Regions from separate parts of the Gossypium arboreum genome. Here regions 1 and 3 are each linked to region 2. A link is a contact called in public Hi-C data. All regions are on one chromosome and are shown on one strand. Each heading gives the region's core, a stretch centred on a gene start, on an enhancer-like site or on the middle of the called end of the contact. The rest is flanking DNA. Distances are from core to core; before and after follow the strand shown. Region 1 holds the start of LOC108450020 (serine/threonine-protein kinase PBL27). Region 2 holds the start of LOC108460553 (anaphase-promoting complex subunit 7). Region 3 holds the start of LOC108488546 (probable serine/threonine-protein kinase PBL2).

Evidence for each region. Hi-C and Micro-C count contacts between places; a contact is called where the count stands out from the background.
Region 1: a Hi-C map of leaf shows a contact between it and region 2, with 7 times the contacts expected there. The contact joins the promoter of LOC108450020 here to the promoter of LOC108460553 in region 2. A contact is called at or near these places in 2 of 5 Hi-C or Micro-C datasets (both in leaf).
Region 3: a contact with region 2 is called in a Hi-C map of leaf, with 3 times the contacts expected there. The contact joins the promoter of LOC108488546 here to the promoter of LOC108460553 in region 2. A contact is called at or near these places in 2 of 5 Hi-C or Micro-C datasets (both in leaf).

The regions. Positions count from the first base shown.
Region 1 is chr10:102,603,792-102,607,669 of ASM2569848v2, reverse strand. LOC108450020 (serine/threonine-protein kinase PBL27) reads left to right here and starts at 1,384. Exons shown (of 6, transcript XM_053020213.1): 1 at 1,384-1,495; 2 at 1,876-1,978; 3 at 2,844-3,043; 4 at 3,202-3,391. The coding sequence starts at 3,271.
Region 2 is chr10:102,919,910-102,923,530 of ASM2569848v2, reverse strand. LOC108460553 (anaphase-promoting complex subunit 7) reads left to right here and starts at 1,535. Exons shown (of 19, transcript XM_017760117.2): 1 at 1,535-1,728; 2 at 1,831-1,899; 3 at 1,990-2,015; 4 at 2,017-2,038; 5 at 2,515-2,652; 6 at 2,743-2,805; 7 at 3,004-3,119; 8 at 3,278-3,362. The coding sequence starts at 1,660.
Region 3 is chr10:103,200,933-103,205,075 of ASM2569848v2, reverse strand. LOC108488546 (probable serine/threonine-protein kinase PBL2) reads right to left here and starts at 1,591. Exons shown (of 8, transcript XM_053020622.1): 1 at 1,398-1,591; 2 at 285-732; 3 at 1-201. The coding sequence starts at 432.

The DNA.
Region 1 (3,878 bases), core at 135-2,634, 320 kb after region 2:
GTTAAAAATTCAATCTTTTCATAAAGTGAATTGTATTATTATGAGTGTATTTTTATCTTTTTATATTTTGGTTAAAATGTGTTATTAATCCTTATACTTCTATAGAATTTGAGATTTAGTCATGAATTTTAAAAGTTAAAAATTCTATCATTTTATTTTTAATTTAAAATTTTAGTCCGATCATTATTATTGTTGATAGCTTCTATAAGAATTTGTCAAACTAATATGTTTATTTTTCGTTGATCATATATCACGTCATATGAGGACAACCTAATTAATATGCCGAGTTGAAAAAGTTTTGAAAAAAATGCTAACAATGTTAATGATTGGACTAGGATTTTAAAATTATAAAAACATGAAGACTTAATTTTAACTTTTAAGTACATGTATTAAATCTCAAATGTTATCAAATCTGAGGGCTAACAATATGTTTAAACATTATATTTTATAAATCAATAAAAAATTTTACATAGAATAAGATTTGAATCAAAGAAACATGGAATTTAAATCTTCAACTTTACTATTTTAACCAAAACATGAATTCTTAAAATTATATTATAAAAAATAAATGTGGAATTTGATTAAAATGATAAAATTGAAGTGATGTTGAAGCTGGTTATTTTCATAGATTTAAAATCTTGATATTTCTTAGAAAAACGAATTTTTAGTAGTTATATTTTAAACGTAATTTGTTAAAATAAACTATGTTTTTTTAGATAAATAGTTATTTTGGAAGGTTATTTATTAGAATGGATAAAAAGGAAAACAAAAGGTCGTAGTTTCAGATAATAATAATAATAATAAGAGAGTAAAAATTAAAGGAGAAATTAGGTAACTTACACATCGTCTTTGTTGAAAGAGAGAAATAATGGATATAGTTTTATTTAAATGAAATTACTAACCTAATGTGGTGTGGCTTTTATATCTGATTAATTAAGTTAGTACTACCAGCTAATTTGAATCTAACTTGATTATATACATTATTTATATAATAAAATATTTAAATAAAACAATTAAAACTAAAATATTTAGAAATTGAACCAAAGCTAAAAAAAAAAATTTATTTATAATTTTTCACGTCAATTCAACCAATAATATTATTAATATAAATATAAATTAAGATTTTATATTAAAAAAATTGTAAAACCGGAATCCATTGAAAAGTAAAATAAATAGGATGATGACATCACCACCTAAATCCAACGACTCAAAATTCAAAAAAAGTTAAAACACAAAAATCAAGGTAATCATACTTAGATTCGCGATTTAGCCCATCCTTTTTCTTTCAATTTAAATAAAACAGGCGGACCCCCGATTTTTGATTTTTTAAACTGGTGTTGAGAATGTCCATCACAATTGTGGAAACCACATCCTCTACGGTGGGACCCTCCAACCGCTATGACTATTATTAAATTAAGTCTAATAATCATGATTATTTGAATGAGATAAGTTTTACTTTTACCCTTTTCAAACACTCACCAACGGTAAACCTCAAGTAAGTAAAAGTAATAATACGAGTCATGGCCGCTAATCTCTTAATTACTGCATAATTTATACTTCCCATTAAATTATTTTTTCTTTTCTTTCTCTTTACCTTCCTGATTTTCTTGCACACCATGATTCTTTTTCTTTCTTCCATTTGTTGATCTGCCACTTTGGTCTCGATCTTTGTCTTAAATGGGCACTTGAGATCATAAAGACAGGATTTGAAGTGGGAAAATAAGGATTTTTAAAGATTGTAACTTTAAGGGGAAATTTTTATTTGGTTAAGTGGAGTAAATTTTGAAGAATTATATTCAATCTTGGGTTTTTTTTTTTTTATTCTGGGTTTTGATTATGGGTGGGTGTTTTCCTTGTTTTGGATCATCGAACAAGGCAGGCAGTAATGGTGGGGGCAGTGTGAAAGAACTGAGCAAAAAGGATTCAACTAAAGACAGCTCAGTTGGACAGCCTCATCATGTTAACAGAGTTAATTCTGGTAAAATGTTTTTCTTTTTCTTACCCAAATTTCACTCTGTTTTATGCAGCAGCTGGAGAATGTTGAAATCTCTGTTTTTTATGAGTTTGTTTTCAAGTTTTCGATGACATTTAGCTGTTAGAATATGTTGGTGGTTTGATCTGATACATCAATGGTTGTTTTAGGGTGTTTGATCGATTTAGATGGTTTATCAATATATCTTTGAGTGTTTATATGAATTAATAGTTAGTTATTCTTTTGTTGGTAAAATAGTTTGAATTCTACTTAGATGAAGGGCTTCGTGACTGCCCAATATAGGTATGTATCTTGCACAAGTATGGTTAGAATTTACAAATTTTTTTCATATATTTGGAGGTCATATATTCATATCCATGTGTTGCAAAAGGGTACTCAAAGAAGAATGAAGAATCCAGGCTACATAGTTCGTAAGTCTGGTTTTAGGTTTAGGAATGCAGATTTTCTCATTTTCTTTAAAATTCTTGTTCATCCACAATCATTAAGCTAACATAGACTAAATGCTAGTAAATTCATTTTAACTGTCTCCTATATTCCTTTTAGAATGTAAAATGCAGTTTCTAAGTCATGAATTCACAACTGTTTACATTCATCTCGGACTTGGTATTCTATTGAAGAAGTATATTACACAATTCTAATGTTATAAAAGGTTCAATCTTTATTTCAAGGTGACTTAGTTTTCTTGCGGTTGAAAGTTTAAACTTGCATTGAGCTCTTATGTTCACTTTATGCCACAATTACTGGAATGCAGCTTTTTAACTTTTCTTTTTCCCTTTTAATTGTAATAGTTCTATTGTTTACTGTCATCCTTTCATTTTCTCCGATGTATCTGATTCACTTCTTTGAACAGACAAATCAAAATCTCGGAGTGTTTCTGATCCTAAGAAGGAACCTGCAGTACCTAAAGATGGACCAACAGCAAATATTGCAGCACAAACATTTACCTTCCGAGAGCTTGCTGCTGCCACGAAGAACTTTAGGCCAGAATGTCTATTAGGAGAAGGGGGGTTTGGACGTGTTTATAAGGGCCGCTTGGAGAGTACTGGACAGGTCTGTAAGAGATACTTCTAATAGATGTCAACGACACTGTGCTTTAAACATGTTCTTAAGTTATAAAGCACATTATTGCACTTTTACTGTTTATGTTGAATTACAGGCGTCTAGGATGCAAATCATATGCTATAATAATACTTGTTTTATGTTTGCAGGTAGTTGCTGTCAAACAGCTTGATAGAAATGGCCTTCAAGGAAATAGAGAATTTCTTGTTGAAGTTCTCATGCTTAGCCTCTTACACCACCCAAACCTCGTGAATTTGATTGGTTATTGCGCCGATGGGGACCAACGCCTCCTTGTCTACGAGTTTATGCCTTTAGGGTCTTTGGAGGATCATTTACATGGTAAGGGTGCTGGTATTTTAGTGTTCATGGTACTTGCAGCAACTTGAAATCTGAATTGCATCCTCAGGATTAATTATGAAGTAATTTCATGTCAATGAACATGCATGGCTTTTTGCTTTTGCCTGTCTTCAGGTTCTACAATTTTTCGATCGAGTTAATTGCAATAGAAGGTTTGTAGCCTTAATTTACCAAGTTATTAGTGATGAAGCAGCATTGTATAAACTTTAGACTAAGAATACTTCCTTCTATAGATGTCTTTTAACCAATAAGTTAATGCCTACTAGAAAGAAATATTTGTAGAATTGTCGGGAGAATGAATGGCTTTTCTTGCACTGAATTAGTGGTTGTTGATTGCTTGTGCCTTCATCTGTGCTACTAGACAATATGTAACCAGACATTCTATTGTTTCCATGCCCGGTTTCTTCCTTAATGCCACTTTGAGCTCTCCAAAAGATTTTTAGTATATTTTAAAGCACTGCCTGGTCAT
Region 2 (3,621 bases), core at 286-2,785:
GATACATAGCCCCTCATTAAATACCACTATACTTTTTCTAATGTCTTGAGCCCATCGAAGCTCTAAATTAACTCCGGACACCTTTAATCACCCACAAAATGGTTTTAAGATTATTTTAAAGGTTTTAAAAGGTTTTTAACTAAATTTTATGATTTTATTAAATTGTTTCAATTTGATTTTTTCAAATGATTTTAAGACTTTCGCTATGTTATGTGCTTCAGATCGATTTTTATGTGCATTTGATGGCCTAAAATGATTTTAGATCATATCTAAATATTCTAGATGTGGTAAACTTGTTTTATAGAACAATAATACGTGATGAAAAAGCTACTAGTATAAAGGTCCGATTTTGTACAAATTTGAAAGTGTTATCATAACATCTTCTATTAATACCGATTGTCGGAATGGGTAAAGGGTGTTAAACATTTTTTTTTATCATGTGTTAGAATATTAGGCTTTTTATTTTATATATTTGAAATTTTTAAATATTGTATAATTTTTAGATTTTTTAAAAAAATATTGTCATTAGTGACATGTGTCGCAATTGTAGAGTAACACATATCCAAACTTAACGACGTTACAAAAAAAAAAATACTAAAATGGTTGACGGAAAAAAGTTCAAGTACTAAGTTGGGACAAGAAAAACTATAAGTATCAAATTGGAAGAATATGTTAAATTCAGGGGGCAAATGGGTATTTAAGCCAAAATAATGTGAAAAAAACAGAAAGATTAAAATTCTATATAGTTATATGATTCATAAGCCTAAAAGGCTTCATCACCAAAATGCGTTTAGCTCATACACCCCTATCATATCGATATATATATATGTTTGTCATTCTTGGAGAAGACAAATGGGTAGGGACGGGGGTTAAAAGATTCTTTACCAGTTTTGCTGTGACAAAAGCTCCGAGGGATGTTTGCTACAATGGAGAGATTTTCATCTACACACCATTGAACATCAAGGTTTTGATGTCTGTAGCAACAATTCTAACTGTCGTGCTCACTGTTTGTGTGAGAGAGAACAAGGGAAGAGTTAAAAATAATATTTTTATTTTCATTTAATTAAATATAATTTTAGATAATATATTAAGTGTCACGTAACAGGACGAAACTAGAAAGTAAATTTAGAAGAGCCAGAGATTAATCATAAGTTTTAAGAATTAAATTATAATTTTATCATTTAATAACTTATAAGTTTATAAACTTTAAAGGAACTAAAAATATATTTATCATTTTGAGGTGAAGATCACTGTTTACCCGTGTATACATTCTACCAGACATTCTCTCTGCCACATAGTAAGATATTGTAGATTATTTTCATTTAACATTGTTAATTTTCGAATTAAAATTTATAACGGAATAATAATTTAAAATATTAAAGCAAGACAATAAAAATTAAAGACTGGAATATAAAATTCAGGGGCTAAATTGTAACATATGCCAAATATTTAGTCCAAATTTTATATGTTCAGGTGCAAAAGCGGGGTTTTACAAATTCAAAAGCCGGGGCGGGTTGTTTCGGGCAAAATTTCAATTAAAATTAAATACTGTAATTTACTTTTTGTCATTTGGAACAGAAAAACGAAAAAAAAAAAAAAAAGGAAAGAAAGGAAGAGAACTCCCTAAACAGAGCCTCACTGTTTTTGCAGCTCTCGAAAATGGACGTCCCAAAGGAGCAAATCACTGCTCTTCTCGACAATGCTCTCTTTAACTCCGCTCAGCTTCTTGTAATCTTTTCTTTTTCCATGTATTAATTTTTATGATTAAAATAAACCTAACTTAAATTTTCTCTAATTGATTAATATTTTTTTTTTGTTTGGTTCCTATAGGGTTCTTTCCTTGTTTCATCATCTACTGTTAATGCCGAAACTAGTCCACATCTCAAGGCTGAAAATCTGGTCACTATTTTATTCTATTTTTACTTTTTTTATTAAAAATGAGTTTTCAAATTTCTTTTTCATATATATTTTTTTTGTTTATTTCTGCAGGTTCTTCTTGGCGATGCTTTGTTTCGGGAGAGAGTATCGTAGAGCGATTGTAAGCTCTTTTTTTTAACAATTTTTTCATGTGATTTTCTGGAAAAAAAAAAGAACATAAATAGACACTTTTAGAATAATCAGAACAAAATCAGTTAATTGTATTTGTAGAATTGCTTAATTCATTCACCGTAGTTGAAAAGATTTGGTATGAAATATAAATGCGCTGCTAGTTTTCTAAAAAAATATTTTTGTTAAGTTTTTAATAGTTACATTTAATTCATCTTTATATCTATTTTATGTCTTATTTTTTTCCTTCTAAAATGGATTTTTGAGCTTTTTACATAGTTGTCTTGGGAAAAGTTAAGTGAATTTGTTATGAAAGTTTGGTAAAATTGGCATGCGGATTTGTATTTGAAAAGGATTTAGTTAGAAAGTGTGATTCATGCGCTGAAATACTTTGATATTCAGAGATCGGTAGACAAAGGAAAAATTGTTGTTTTAATCTTTTTGGCATTTTTTCCTGCATGCTTTCAGCATACGTACAAGCAAGCCTTGCAGTATTATAAGATTATTCCCAAGCAAAATTCTACATCTTCTAGAAGTGCATTGTCTGCCTCAAACAGGTCCTCTTCTCCAAATTCTTTTAACATTTGTGCTATAAATGAAAACGAGGTATTTTCTATTTTGAATTAACTTTGAGATCTTCACTTTTTCTTGCAAGCTGAAATGCTTATTGCAGTTCTGTTTGATTCTCCATTACAGGTGAAGTTCAAAATTGCTTCTTGTCATTTTGCTCTAAGTGAAAACAAAGTGGCCCTTGTTGAGGTTTTATTCGTTTCTAATTTACTTTGTTTCTCTGTTTGATTATTACTCTTGACTTGCTTTCTTGGAGAGTGTATTTTGGATGAATAAGTTTTCGTTTAATGAAGTTTGATTTAAAGTCTATTCTTTTTTCAGCTTCTTGTACTTCTTTTTCCACTTATTTTTGTGAAATTTTCATTTTTCATTACTTTGAGCTTGCAGATGGAGGGAATTCCTAGCAAAGCAAGAAATTTGCAGATGAGTTTATTGATGGCAAAGCTTTATCGAAATACTAAACATACCCGTGGTGCTGTTACTTGTTACAGGGAATGTTTAAGGTTTGTCAATCTGTCATTCCTATTTTCTTGATATTTTCTTCATGCTTTGTGGATGATATCTTTAATTGTTATTGCTTGTCTCTTTGTTTTTGCTGTTATTCATTAAAACTGGTGCTAACTTTCCGAAAGCATGTGTCTTTTGGATTATTCTTTGGCAGGCAATGTCCTTATGTCATTGAGGCTATCATAGCCTTGGCTGAATTAGGGGCCAGTGCCAAAGACATAATTTCGTTGTTCCCTCAGGTATGTGAATTTAAGTTTCATGCCCTGTCCCTATCTCTGGTCTGCTAAACAAGTATGTATGATGTGCTTTTTCTTTGCTGTTAGATCTCGTTGAATTCCCATAGGGCTTTTATTGTGAGGTATTTAAGGGTTCAAATTGGGCACTATGTTTATGGATTTGTCATCCTCATGCAGGCTGCCGATAGTCTTATTGATAAACTTGAAAGTTTTTCACGTGTAATATGTTGGCCAAGTTGCATGGATATAGTCATTTAGCCAA
Region 3 (4,143 bases), core at 342-2,841, 280 kb before region 2:
GATGTCTTTTGATAGCCACAACAATGCCATGAAGCCAACCTTTATAGACCGGACCGAAACTTCCAAATCCAATAAGATTACCATCTGAGAAATGCTTGGTAGCTTGGTCCAACTCTTCTAGTCTGAATTGCCTTGCTCCTTGAGGTTCAAATAAAGACTGGCTAGCTGATGAACTGGGCCCAGCTCCTTTATTCCACTCCACTGCAGTGTTGGAGCCATAGTTAGTAAAAATATCAAGCATTAAACACTATGGTTTCTGCAAGTTTGTTGCAGTGAACCCTTACTTAATGCAGAAGGATCTGAGGAGCCAGTCTCTGAACTTCTTTTTGAAAAGTTCTTACATGATTTGTAAAACCAAATGAATCCCATGATTACAATGACGAATACAAGAGCCCCCGCAGCTACAATAATTATCACTGCAATCTTTGACATCTTCCTTACTTATCATTGAATTTGTGATACTTAAGAACCATAAAATTATCAGTTGAATCTGTGATATTTAAGAACAATAGAATTGTGAAATTGAAGAGTTTCAAAATTAAGAATTCAACATTCATTACCTGCTGCAGGAACCAGAGACCAAGTGGTCCTTATGACTGAACTTCCTTTATTGATGTAGGCAATTGAGCAATGGCGATAGTACATTCGGTAGCGACAAGCATTCAGAAAGCAAATTGGATGATCTTAAGTAACAAAACTTGGGAAACTAATGTTTGGTGAGATTCAATGCTGCTGAAAATTGAATAAGAGATCATTAGACAACTCATTTGCTTTCAAAGTACCCACATTTGATTTCAATGTTAAGCAGCTCATCAAAGTGACAATGGAAAAGGCATGTCACTGAAGATCATCCTGTCCTTAACAACCCTTTCTTTTTTTTTTGCCTAAACCTTTTTGGTTTTGTGGGAGTGGAGGATGATCCACAAAAACAAATATAAAAATCTCGAAACCAGAAGTTATTGCCCTATAGACTTATTGCTGATGGGATTATTGTTGTTATATATTTGGCATTGATTCTCATAACACTCAAAACTCTGCAACTCAAACAAAAAGCTGAAACAAGAGGTTTAATCTATGGCAAGAACTTGCTGTCAACCAAAAGAGACGGTGGACATCAATGGACCCCAGAAGTAAAAATGTAAGCATATATGGGAACTGTTAATATGCAAACTGTAAATATTTTGATTTTACAGAGTGGATGTTTACAGATAAGAAAGTGACTTTATTAGACAGGTACTGGAAGACATAATTATTGAAGGGGGATGAAAAAAAAAGGTTAGTTATCACTTATATCATATCAGTGTATCAAATACAAGTCTCTTCAGTGATTTAACTATTTAAACCTTCTTTTTTGCCTCTTTTTTCTATCTGATCTGGAAAGGACAAGAGGGGGATACCTATTTTAGTAGAGAGAGATTGAAGAGTCTTCCATTGATGGGGTCATTGACAGCTGCACAAACAAGACATTGCCCCAGCGAAAAAGTATAACTGGCTCCTCAGTTTCCATGCCTGGATATTCTCTTTGATTTTTTTTTTCTTGAAATGCTGCATATTTATATTAACAGCTCTGCCAAAACCAGTTATGTTGATTATCTCCTTTTATACTTGCCTGCTTTTGTATGTATTTATTGCTTTTGCATATTGTTGAGCTGTGATCAATGGTGGGGATGCGTTTTGAGCTGTATATATATGTTTTTTTCTCTCTTATTTATTTATTTTGTTCTTTTTCATGTATTTGTTGTGTTTTGTATTGGGTTTGAAGGCCTATGGAGATTGGTTGAATGAAATTGTCTGTTTTCTGCAGGTTTTTGGTATGCTGAGTACAAATAGGCCAATGTCAGATAATAGACTGTGGACAAAGAGTTCTTTTTTGTTAGACATTGCTATAGATTTCTCACTACAAAGATATTGTTTCAATTTGTTGTCTCAGACATTGGCCTTTAGCAAGCTTTTTGATATAAGTGTATTGCCTTTATGCAATGGTTCTTATCCTATGTTACTCGGATTCTTAGTGTGAACGTCTTATCCGTTCCCAAAATGGTAACGTTCGTTCATCGTTGTCTGATATTTTTCTTACCATATGAGGGGGGACGTTACAAAAATGAAGGATCCGAGCAATATGGACCAATTTGGACCCGAATAGGTTCCTTTTAAAACTACTTCGTTAATCTGGACCCGTTATCAGGTTTTCCGTCTAAATGTCGGTTCTGGTTTAACAGAGGGAGAGATTTGCATGATGATTACATGTGAGCCATGGATTGGCAATAAGATCTGCTACAAGGGACCATTTTAGGTATGGTTCTTTAATATATAATTATATGATGAAACAAGTCAGTACCTGGTGATACAATTATATGAAACAAGTCAGTACCTGGTGATACAATTATACTTCTTGTGGTCCTTAAAATATCATGGTAAACAGTTTTAAGACTCAACTGTTCTTGGGTTGCTTTGATTCAGATTTATTTTCTTCTATAAAACAAGTCTCTGTCTGCAAATAAAAGAACAGATTGCATATGGGTAGAAGTACTGTGGAGATTACTGTACAAAGAATTGGATTATATTTTGTCATTTCTACTAAAAAATTGGCAAATTAATTCTTATACATTAGATTAAAGAATCTCTAAATCTATTGGATATCACTTTTTTTTTTTAATAATTTATTAATAACAATGCTCATACTAATTAAGTTAAGACTTAATCAGCGAATATCACATTTTAGAAGTGAATGTATGGAACAATTAAAATCTAAATATAAATTAAATAAAAATTTGTATTTGAACTCTTCAATCCTATAAATTCAAACTTTTTAGCTATGATAAAGAACACATATAATTTATCTCTTCATTTCTTTTTTTTTTTTTTTTTACAGATTGAACAAAATTTTCTCAATCCAAACAGCAAGAAAAGGAAACACCCAGTGAACAAGAAAATGACAAATGTAAAAGTAATCATGTCAGAAAAAAAGTTGTGGGGGAGTTTCAGAAATTTTCAGAAAAAAGTTAGTTAATTTGTAACCTTAAACATAAATCATTACAAACGAAAAACAAATCATGTTGGTATTAAAAAGCTTCATGTCTTATGTTTTGCAAGACTTCTTTCCCGTTCATAAATGGAAAAAAAGGAAGAAAAATATCTTCTGCTATTAAATTGAAAAGAAGAAAAAAAAACCCAACCAAAGTCGAAAATAGAAATTTGCTTCATGAATTGGGAATGGTAAATGCAACATTTTTGTCCATAATTGATCAATTATCTTAAAAAGGATAAATTGATAAAAATCAGTTCATTTTCAATAGATTTCTTATTATATAACATTAAAAATTAACAAACACAATTGTTAGTTTCTGGGCTAGTTACCGTTTGCCTTTATTTCCTACTCATCAACCATTTTTTTTTCTTCTTTTCATCCACTCAATGAGTTTTCTCTCTTTTCAGTTTGCAGATCTATTTTGTGAGTGTCTTTATTGTCTTTATAACTCGTGATGGACAGATATTGGTGCCTATCATCGTTGAAATACCACCGACCACCGATAGTTTCTTTTAAAAAGTGAGCAGCTCTTCGTTGTCTTCTTAATTTGTTTCTATTTTAAAAGTTTCAGAATAATAAATGATTTCATAACTTGATTTAGACTCGTATTGTTTTAAGTTTTATATATATTTTGTTTGTTTTTCCATTATTTAATGAGTTTACTTTTAGAAATTTTTATCTATTCTTGTAGTACACTTTTTAGTTTTGCTTATGCACATAGTCTTGCTTTTGTGAGTAATTTTAAGATTGGTTTTGTCGTTATCTCCTCTGGTTTGGTAGATGCTCGCCTATTGTTTTGGACTATCTGAGGCTGATTTTTTTATTGTATTAAGTGCTTGCAATCATTCCTAGTATGTTGTGCTTGAGTTGTGACAGAGCCAATTGTCAATGTACCATAATGTTCTATTGATGCTGAAGTTAAAGCTTTTGTTGTGTTAATAGAGCTTGCCCTTTAGCGCATACAATGAGTATTTGTTATTTCCCTCAATTGTATGGTCTCATTCCTTAATAAATTAATAAATTTTTCTTAAAAAAAAAAAAAGTTAACAAACACAATTTAATGGATAATAAAATATTGGATGAAAAAATATGTATTAAAATGAAATGTGAGATAT